Linked DNA regions of Gossypium hirsutum: all the other regions are linked to region 1. The links are chromatin contacts, called in public Hi-C maps. All regions are on one chromosome and are shown on one strand. The core of a region is the stretch at or near the end of the contact, and the rest is flanking DNA. Distances in the headings are between cores, read along the strand shown. Region 1 holds the start of LOC107949444 (guanylate kinase 2). Region 2 holds the start of LOC107945364 (putative elongation factor TypA-like SVR3, chloroplastic). Region 3 has its middle 6.7 kb from the start of LOC107941249.

Evidence for each region. Hi-C and Micro-C count contacts between places; a contact is called where the count stands out from the background.
Region 2: a Hi-C map of hypocotyl shows a contact between it and region 1, with 2.4 times the contacts expected there. The contact joins the promoter of LOC107945364 here to the promoter of LOC107949444 in region 1. A contact is called at or near these places in 3 of 34 Hi-C or Micro-C datasets (hypocotyl and leaf).
Region 3: a Hi-C map of leaf shows a contact between it and region 1, with 1.8 times the contacts expected there. The contact joins the enhancer-like site here to the promoter of LOC107949444 in region 1. A contact is called at or near these places in 6 of 34 Hi-C or Micro-C datasets (anther, hypocotyl, leaf and 2 more).

Annotation. Positions count from the first base shown.
Region 1 is chrD03:24,651,615-24,654,314 of Gossypium_hirsutum_v2.1, reverse strand. LOC107949444 (guanylate kinase 2) reads left to right here and starts at 1,310. Exons shown (of 11, transcript XM_016884097.2): 1 at 1,310-1,595; 2 at 2,065-2,099; 3 at 2,271-2,378; 4 at 2,504-2,580; 5 at 2,665-2,700. The coding sequence starts at 2,097.
Region 2 is chrD03:25,117,213-25,119,912 of Gossypium_hirsutum_v2.1, reverse strand. LOC107945364 (putative elongation factor TypA-like SVR3, chloroplastic) reads right to left here and starts at 1,399. Exons shown (of 14, transcript XM_016879338.2): 1 at 1,103-1,399; 2 at 904-1,013. The coding sequence starts at 1,325.
Region 3 is chrD03:25,140,538-25,143,237 of Gossypium_hirsutum_v2.1, reverse strand. No RefSeq gene overlaps it. Among protein-coding and RNA genes, the nearest start is that of LOC107941249, 6.7 kb to the left of the region's middle. Within about 2 kb of position 1,372, at least 8 of the 9 cell types and tissues checked have an H3K27ac peak or open chromatin away from gene starts, as enhancers often do. A contact at or near this core is called in leaf, where this site is marked.

The sequences.
Region 1 (2,700 bases), core at 61-2,560:
TCTCTAATTCACTTTTTCTTTTTGGTGGCTATGAAAATTCTAATTAATTTTGGGTGAAAATAGTAGACTTTATAGAAAAGGACTAAATTGTAGAAAAAAATAGTTTCTCCCTTCTCCATTTCTCATACACGTTGGAAGCAAATGGAAAGTATGAAAAGCTTTCTCCATCTTTCTTCCTTCTATATTCACTTTAAATTATAAAATATTAATAAAATATTATTAACATTATAATTAAATAATATAAAATATCACCAACATCATCATTTTGATCTAAGGGCCCATATTTCCTACTTCATAATTAATTAAGTAAATCCAATGGCTAAAATTTCATCTACACTTTCAAGGGAATTTTAGTAATTTTTCCAAAATGATCTTTCTTACAAAATGACTATTTTGCCCTAAGTAAAATTTTATATTTTCATTTGTCTCCTTTCCACCTTTACGGTATTTTCACTTTTGGTCTATCTTTTTTATATTTATATTTTAACCCTATAAATTTTGAATATTTATACTTTAGCCCCAACATTTTTCACTCTTTGTGATTTAGTCCTTTCTTTAAATTAATATATCACGTCATACTTCTTGATTTAACTTCTTTTGACACTCATCAACCTTCTCTTTTATTGATTATATACCTCATTTCACTATACAAAGAAATTCATTATGCAGGATCTCAAATTAGTGTCACTTTTATAACATAGTGATTTTAATATCATTACACCATTAATGAATCATTGTAGGATAGAAGTGGTCGAGTAATTATTTGAGGACTTGGATTTTGGTCATGCTTGACCTTTTCGCTACTACGCTGTAGTTCGTCTTCCTCTTCACTCGAGAGAATTGAAGTTGCCATAACCTAGAGGCGAAACTAGAAATTAGTTTTGGAGGAGCTAAAATATAACTATGTATTTTTTTAGAGCTAAATGTAATTTCATTATTGTATTAACTTATATTTTTATAATTTTTAATAAATTAAATTAAAATTTTATCACTTTTTAGACCAAAATTGAATTCCATAACCCCTTTATTTGGTAAGATAGTTATCTTAACCTATGACCGCTCTAAGCCAAAATCTTCTAATTTTTTTTTTGTTCTTTTCCTTTTTTTTTTAAATAAATAAATAAATTTCCCCTAGAAAAGAGCCATTAAAAGAACAGCACAAATTAAATAATAATTTCAAAAAAAGAAAGAAAGAAAACTTACTACTCCTAGTATTAAACAAATTGTTTTTTTATTTTTGGAAAAAAAAAGTGAAGCTTCCCAACAGCCTCGTATGAAAATGAGAGCCGGGCCAACGGGGTCTTCTTGTTTTCGTTAATTGAATGCAACCGAAAAAGAAAAGGCCTACCTCTCTTTCTTTCTCTTCACCAATATAAAAAGAGTGATTGGATTTCAGCTTTCCTTGCAATTCTTCTCCTTTCCGAATCCCATGTTTTGATCTGATTTAACTCCCAATACTTGGCCAAACGAATATCGCAAAGCTGAAAAATATCCATTTTTCTTCCTATTCTCTTTTTTTAATAATACTATCCCTTTTGGGAAATATCCTCCGCCTAGCCAATATAAACTTGTTTTGTTTTCTTCTCTTATCAAAGGTATGAATTTGGTGTTTAACCAATCTGTTTCGTTCTTTTCGAGCCTTTTTTCGCCTATATTTATTTTTTAACCATGTTATTGCATCTGGCTTTTTTTTTTTTAAAGTTTATTCTCTCTATCTTTCGTTTTTGAGACCTGGGTTGTTTGAAATTCGACGTAAAAACCAACTGAAACATTATTATTTTAGCTTGTATCTCTGATTTCTGGTTGTTTTTTCCTGTCTGTTTATACTTTTATGTTTTGCATTGTAATGCTAGATTGGAATCTGGGTTTTGGTTTCAGAAATCTAATTAGTTGTTATACCTCTAAAAAATGGTTCCCTTTTACCTTCGATTTTGGTTTCTTGTTTGACATGTAAATTGTATTGATTCAATGCCATCCATGATTCCTTCTTTTATTGTTTGATAGATCCAAAAAAATACGAGTTCCTTTTATTTGATCTCTTATCTCTCCATGTGTATTGATCAGGGGGAATCTTATTTTGGAGGCATTGGTTCTCCATGGTGAGCCTATCATCTTTTTATATATAGATATTTTCGGGTGAAAATTGGTTTTCATTTTTATTTACTCAGGAAAAGAAAGGGGTACTAGCAGGCTATTGAGTTTTATGGTTTAGCAAAGGTGGAAAAAGTGGCTTAATTGTGATTTGATTTATTTTGGTTATTGGTCATCAGGGAGAAGCCCCAGCATTCTTTGTTGATAATCTACAAAATGGATTTTCAAACGGATTTGGCTTAAAATCCAAAGGCTTTGAGACCTTCACCGACGTTGGTGACAAAACAGTATGATACTTTAATGCCTAATTTGGTGTTCTTTTATCATAAAGTGCTTCTCTTTGTTGTCTATTACGTGAGGTGTTCAATCACCTTTATCTGATTGAAGATTTGTGTGGATTTTCTACTGGCAGTTTGTAATTGGTGGGGCAAACAGTGATTCCACATCATCTGTTGGAATTCAGATTTATGACAAATCTACTGGGAAATGGTCAGTTTGTAGCTAACACAAATTTCTTCCTCTTTGGTTTCAGTTTTAGAGTTACTAATTAATTGTTTATGGTAACATTTTCAGGGTGATTCCTACAGTCCTGGGAACAAAACCGAAGAC
Region 2 (2,700 bases), core at 150-2,649, 470 kb before region 1:
ACCAAAATATCATACAAAAATTTCCCCTTCTATCCAATCCTAGAGCCTTTCTCCCTCATTAATCTCAAGACATCCATTCAGCCCAGCTCTCATGTCATTTATCAATCCTTTGAGACATAAACTGCAACAAATTCAATTAATGGCTCTAATCAACCCCTAAGCTTGAACCCTAGTAAATTGGAAGATGAAGAGTTCACAAGAAGTAAAATATCCTAAAATTCGATATAAATAAATAGTAAAATAATAAAACCTAATATATACAACATTGGGCTCATATATCATGAAAATTAAGCCTAAAAAACGAACCTAATATGATTTAAACTCAAATTAAAATCCAAAACTCGTAAATTCCCGCAATAATCACGTCCAAAAATTTTGTTCGCGCAGTGTTCAATAAAATAGTATAACTTGAGCTCCGGACTCAAAATCGAGTGATTCAAAGTGCCTGGATTCAATCCAAATAGTCACAAATTAACTAATCTTTTGAGCTTGAAAATTGACAGCTTGTTTGAATTGTCACAAATTGAGTAATCTTTTGAGATTGAAAATTGACAGCTTTATTGAATTGTCACTAATAAATTTCACCCCATTCATGTATGTATCATCAAAGCTAGGCCAAACAAGGGTTTTCAACTCCAACTTTTAGCTTAAATTAAAGCGCCCAAAAAAATGAGTATTTTAGACTAAACTGAAGCTCCAGATGAGATGATAGACTCTTGAAATAAATTTAATCTAAGAGTAGTCTTCACTGCAACTCTAATGGCACGAAACAAACTCTTATCCCGATCCAAATTCAGAAATTATAATAATAAATAGGCACAAAGCAAACAGAAAAGAAACAATACATAAAGAAACTGAAACAATTATGAACGACTTAAGCGGATAGAAACCACATTCGTTCACCTTTGACTGTTTCAACATTGCATCGACCAAAGTAGTCTTTCCATGGTCAACATGCGCCACGATTGCTATGTTCCTTATATCGCTTCGCCTCTTTAACTGACTCCTCTTCTCTAGTAATCAACCAGAAACTTTTAAATAATAATAAAAAGGATCTCAGAGAAAAAAAAACCAACTTAAAACTAAAAAAGAAATAAAATACCGATTGCAGGTTGAGCCGCCTGAGAAATAGAGCACTTGACCGGTTTAGTGAAAGTCCTAGAACCAAATTTGAGACATGTCGTTTTGGAGTTGAAGGAAGAAAGTGGAGAAGAGATGAGACCGGAAAGCTGCGTGGGAAATAGAAATTTAGGCTTAGGGTTAGAGCTAGGGTTAATGAAAGGAGATTTGAAGGAAGAGTTATGGAAGGTAATTGCCATCTCCATTTCTCCTTTCCTTTCTCAGTTCAGCGAGTGAGTGAAAGGAAAAAGAGAAATGAAAGGATTGGGCAGATAAGGCTGGTATTGAAACTAACCGAAACTTTTATTTGGGTACTCCTAGGCCCGATTTCATCCACGTCATCATCTGTGGGTCCAAATTTTGAGGGATCTATTTTTAAGCCTAGATCCTAATCTTAGCCCCAAAATGTATATGTGGCCTCTGTTTTTTTTCCCTTAAATACGGGAAAAGCAGCTCTAGAGTAATGGTTAGCATTTGAAGACACCAGTTCAAGTTTACATATACTGTAGAAGATTAAATTTTGTAATTATGTATTTAATTTGTTGAAAAATTACAGCTTTTGGAAGTAAATAAATTTCAACAAAAAAAACAATAACCAGGTCATTATTTAAATTTTTTAATGGAATAAATAGTTAATAGTAGAGTTTAAAAACGGGCAAGTTCGGATTGGATTTACTTTAGATTTGGATTTTCTTGAGTTCAGACCCTTTCAAATTCGGATTTTCTCAAGCTTTGATTTTTTCAGATTTGGGTTCGGATAGAGTCAGGCAAGTTGTGATGTATTCAAATAATTTTGAATTTTATAAGTTATAATATTTTAATTTCGAATGTAATAATTCATTTTACTTTTATATAATGACAACGCAATTCAAATTTGACTCGTAGAAAACATAAATTCTATATATAATAGAGTTCTTTTATATAAAATAATTAAAATGCTTATTGGCTGTAAAATTTATTATTTTATTATATTATACGAATTAACAAAAACATCTTTTATTGCTCATTATTATATTATATTGACAATTGAATAATTTTTATCTTTCTTATTAAATTTATAAACCTAATATTTGTATTCTAAAATATTTATTCCGAAATACAAATATATTATACTAAACTCAAATTCAAATAATATACTCATCATTATCCCAAACTCAAAATAAACTAATTATAGCTCAAATCTCAAGTCCTAAATAAAAAGAAATTAAAAACCCAATATCCAAATACAATTCATAATAGCTAGGATGAGAAAAATAAATAAAATAAAATATAAGGGAATTTGAACATGAGACCTCTAGCAAATTAATTAACACACTAAACCACTAAACCTTTTTCTTCCTTATGTTACAAATTTGCATAATTTAATAAATAAATTCTAAGGCGTGACAACTCTACTCCCCTTAAAGAAAATTTTGTCCTCGAAATTTACCTGATCCAAATAAGTGATGAGATTGTTGACAGTGGCACATCCTCTCTTCGAGTTCCCAAGTGGCTTTGCTATAACCATGATTCCTCCACAAGACTTTCACTAGAGTAATCTGCTTCTTCCTCAATTTCCTGACCTCGTGGTCTAAAATCTAT
Region 3 (2,700 bases), core at 123-2,622, 490 kb before region 1:
TTTGCCGCATCATCCCATGGAACATCTCAATGGTTAAAGCAGGACGAAATCAATTCATTTTAGAAGAAAATCGACCAAACAAATTGTAGCTTTCTTCCTTAGAAGCATCCCTATATATATAAACGCACAAATGATTGAGGTACATGCAAATTATATAATATATATTATGGTAAACTACATCCAAGATCATTAAACTATTAGTAAGTTTATGTTTTCGGTCATTCAATTTTAAAAGGTTACAAAATAATCATTGAATTATTCAAAAAAAAATATTTAAGTCACCAGGTTGTTAAATCGCTATTGTACAACATTCTTTGTTTCCACTGCATGCATTAATTGAAAGTTCCATTTTTCTTTTTCTTCTACAGTTCAATTTTTTCATGAAATAGTTTTGAATGTCATGAATTTGCGAGACAATTCATACAACTTTCTTCTCCAATCTCCAACACGGATCTGATCAACTAGGATTTAAAGTATGTTCTTCTACCCATCAATGGGTACTCATCATTAGGCAAATTTAAAAAAATAACAATCTAATGACTTAAATAAAAAAAAACTTTCAAATAATTTAGTGACTATTTTTGTAACTTTTTAAAATTAAACGATCAAAATGTAAACTTATTAATAATTTACTAATCTTGAATGTGGTTTAACTTTGTATGAATGATAAGAATGATTAAATTTAACATGTAATTCATGAATTTTTTAAAGAGAGATGTTTGAAGGTGCGAAGGGAGACAGAAAAGTAAACAAGTGCAACCATCTAGAATAATAAGATAATTGCCAAGTTGACCTTGCCCACTCGTCCGCCCTTATTTAACGACTGCTCTACATTCCATACTTTGTCTTCGGCTTGTTTTAGTAACCTAATAGTATTTAATATAGAGTTCCACTTCTAGTTTGACCCAATTCCTCCGCATAAATTACGTGAATATCAATTACTCATTTGATAATTAAATTAATTATAAATAGGAGATTTATATGATTTTTTATTCAATTTTGATATGACCCAAAAAATTAATGGGTTTGGGGACGAAGTAAGGTTTAAAGACAAATTGCATTATGTTTTAAACAATCAAATTCCATTTACATCACATATCTTTTTTACTTTTCAATATTTAGGATTCTGAACTAATTTACGATTCCCAAATACATTTTTTAACTTTATATATAGCTGGTGTTTACGTAAGCATTTCTTTTAAAATAAGAAATAGAAAAAAATCAATGACCCATGTTATAATAATTAATTTTTTAACATGCTATAATAATTATTTAATTATTTAATTATTTAAAGTTCAACCTCAACTTATAAGATATAAACCCTAACACTACATTTGATTAGCATGAATGACTTTATTCAGCACAACATTATTATTTCATTATTTGGTTTGACTGGATGAGTGAAACGATCGAATAGTATTGCGGCCTCTCACTGAATAGCCATCAATTTTTTTCCCAAAAACATCGATGGATTATAGTCATGGAAGAAAAATCAAGAAGAAACAAAAATTGAAACCCAATCATTCAACAAACTTCGATTCAATGCTTTCCCAACTTCGATTTCATCCAACAATGTTGTTTTCACAATATCAACGTCTCCTCCACTTTACCATGTTCCAAGCCCAATAACAAGGATTTTAGCTCAAGTGTTCATTACATGGAAATTCTCTGGTATCCCAAATTTTCCTTGATTTTCTCACCCACCAAACAAGCAAAAAGTGACAAGCTTTTCAACTATATATTCACTTCTGTTTTGGTATTTGAATTAATCAGAAATACTCTCCCAAACCCAAAATCTCAGTTTTGCACTAGAAAATGCAAATTAAACTTAAAACCTAGTAATGAAATTTAGAAAACAAAAACAAAACAACCCAAATCAAAAGAAAAAAGATCATGATGGACGGTGGGAGATTAACAGAGGGGAGATTTGCATGTATGGATCTATGGGTTTTGGTGGGATTTAGGACAAACTAACCAAAAAAATTAGAAAGAGGAGGTAGGCTTAAAGCTTTGGATGATCATTTAAAAAGCAGGTGGAGATAAAGCTTTGGAGAGGAAGATACCTTAAGAGAGAGAGAGGACTAGAGAAAAAGAAGAAGAGAGACCTAAATAGAACTCCAAAGAAAAGAAAGAGAAAAAGTGATATTAAAATAAAATTTTATACTTTTATAGGTAGGTTTCTTTCTAATAATATTTTTGAATATTTAAATATAATAAAATAATTTAATTTTTTTATATTTAAAAAAATTAAATTTATTGTTATTATCATTAAATATAAAATGTTAAATTATTTGTTTTCAAATTTTATTTTTTTGACATAATTTTATAAAATTATTAAGAAATAAATCATAGTTTTATAAATAATATATTAATTACTAGTTTTTCACTAGAAAATGCAAATTGTATTTAATAATAATTATATTAAAATATGGTTAAGTTATTTATTATTTATTATTAAATTATACTTAATAATAATCCTATTAAAATTTAATAACAATAACAATAATTATCCACCTACAGAATTTCTACTAAAGGTACTTTGGTCATTTCAGTTTTTTTATTATATTATTACAATATCTATTCCATTCAACCAAATACAATAATATTATTACAGTTCTATTCCATTTCATTCAACCAAACAACTGAATTATTGATTACAACTCTATTCCATTGTAATTCTATTACGTTATAGTTCTATTA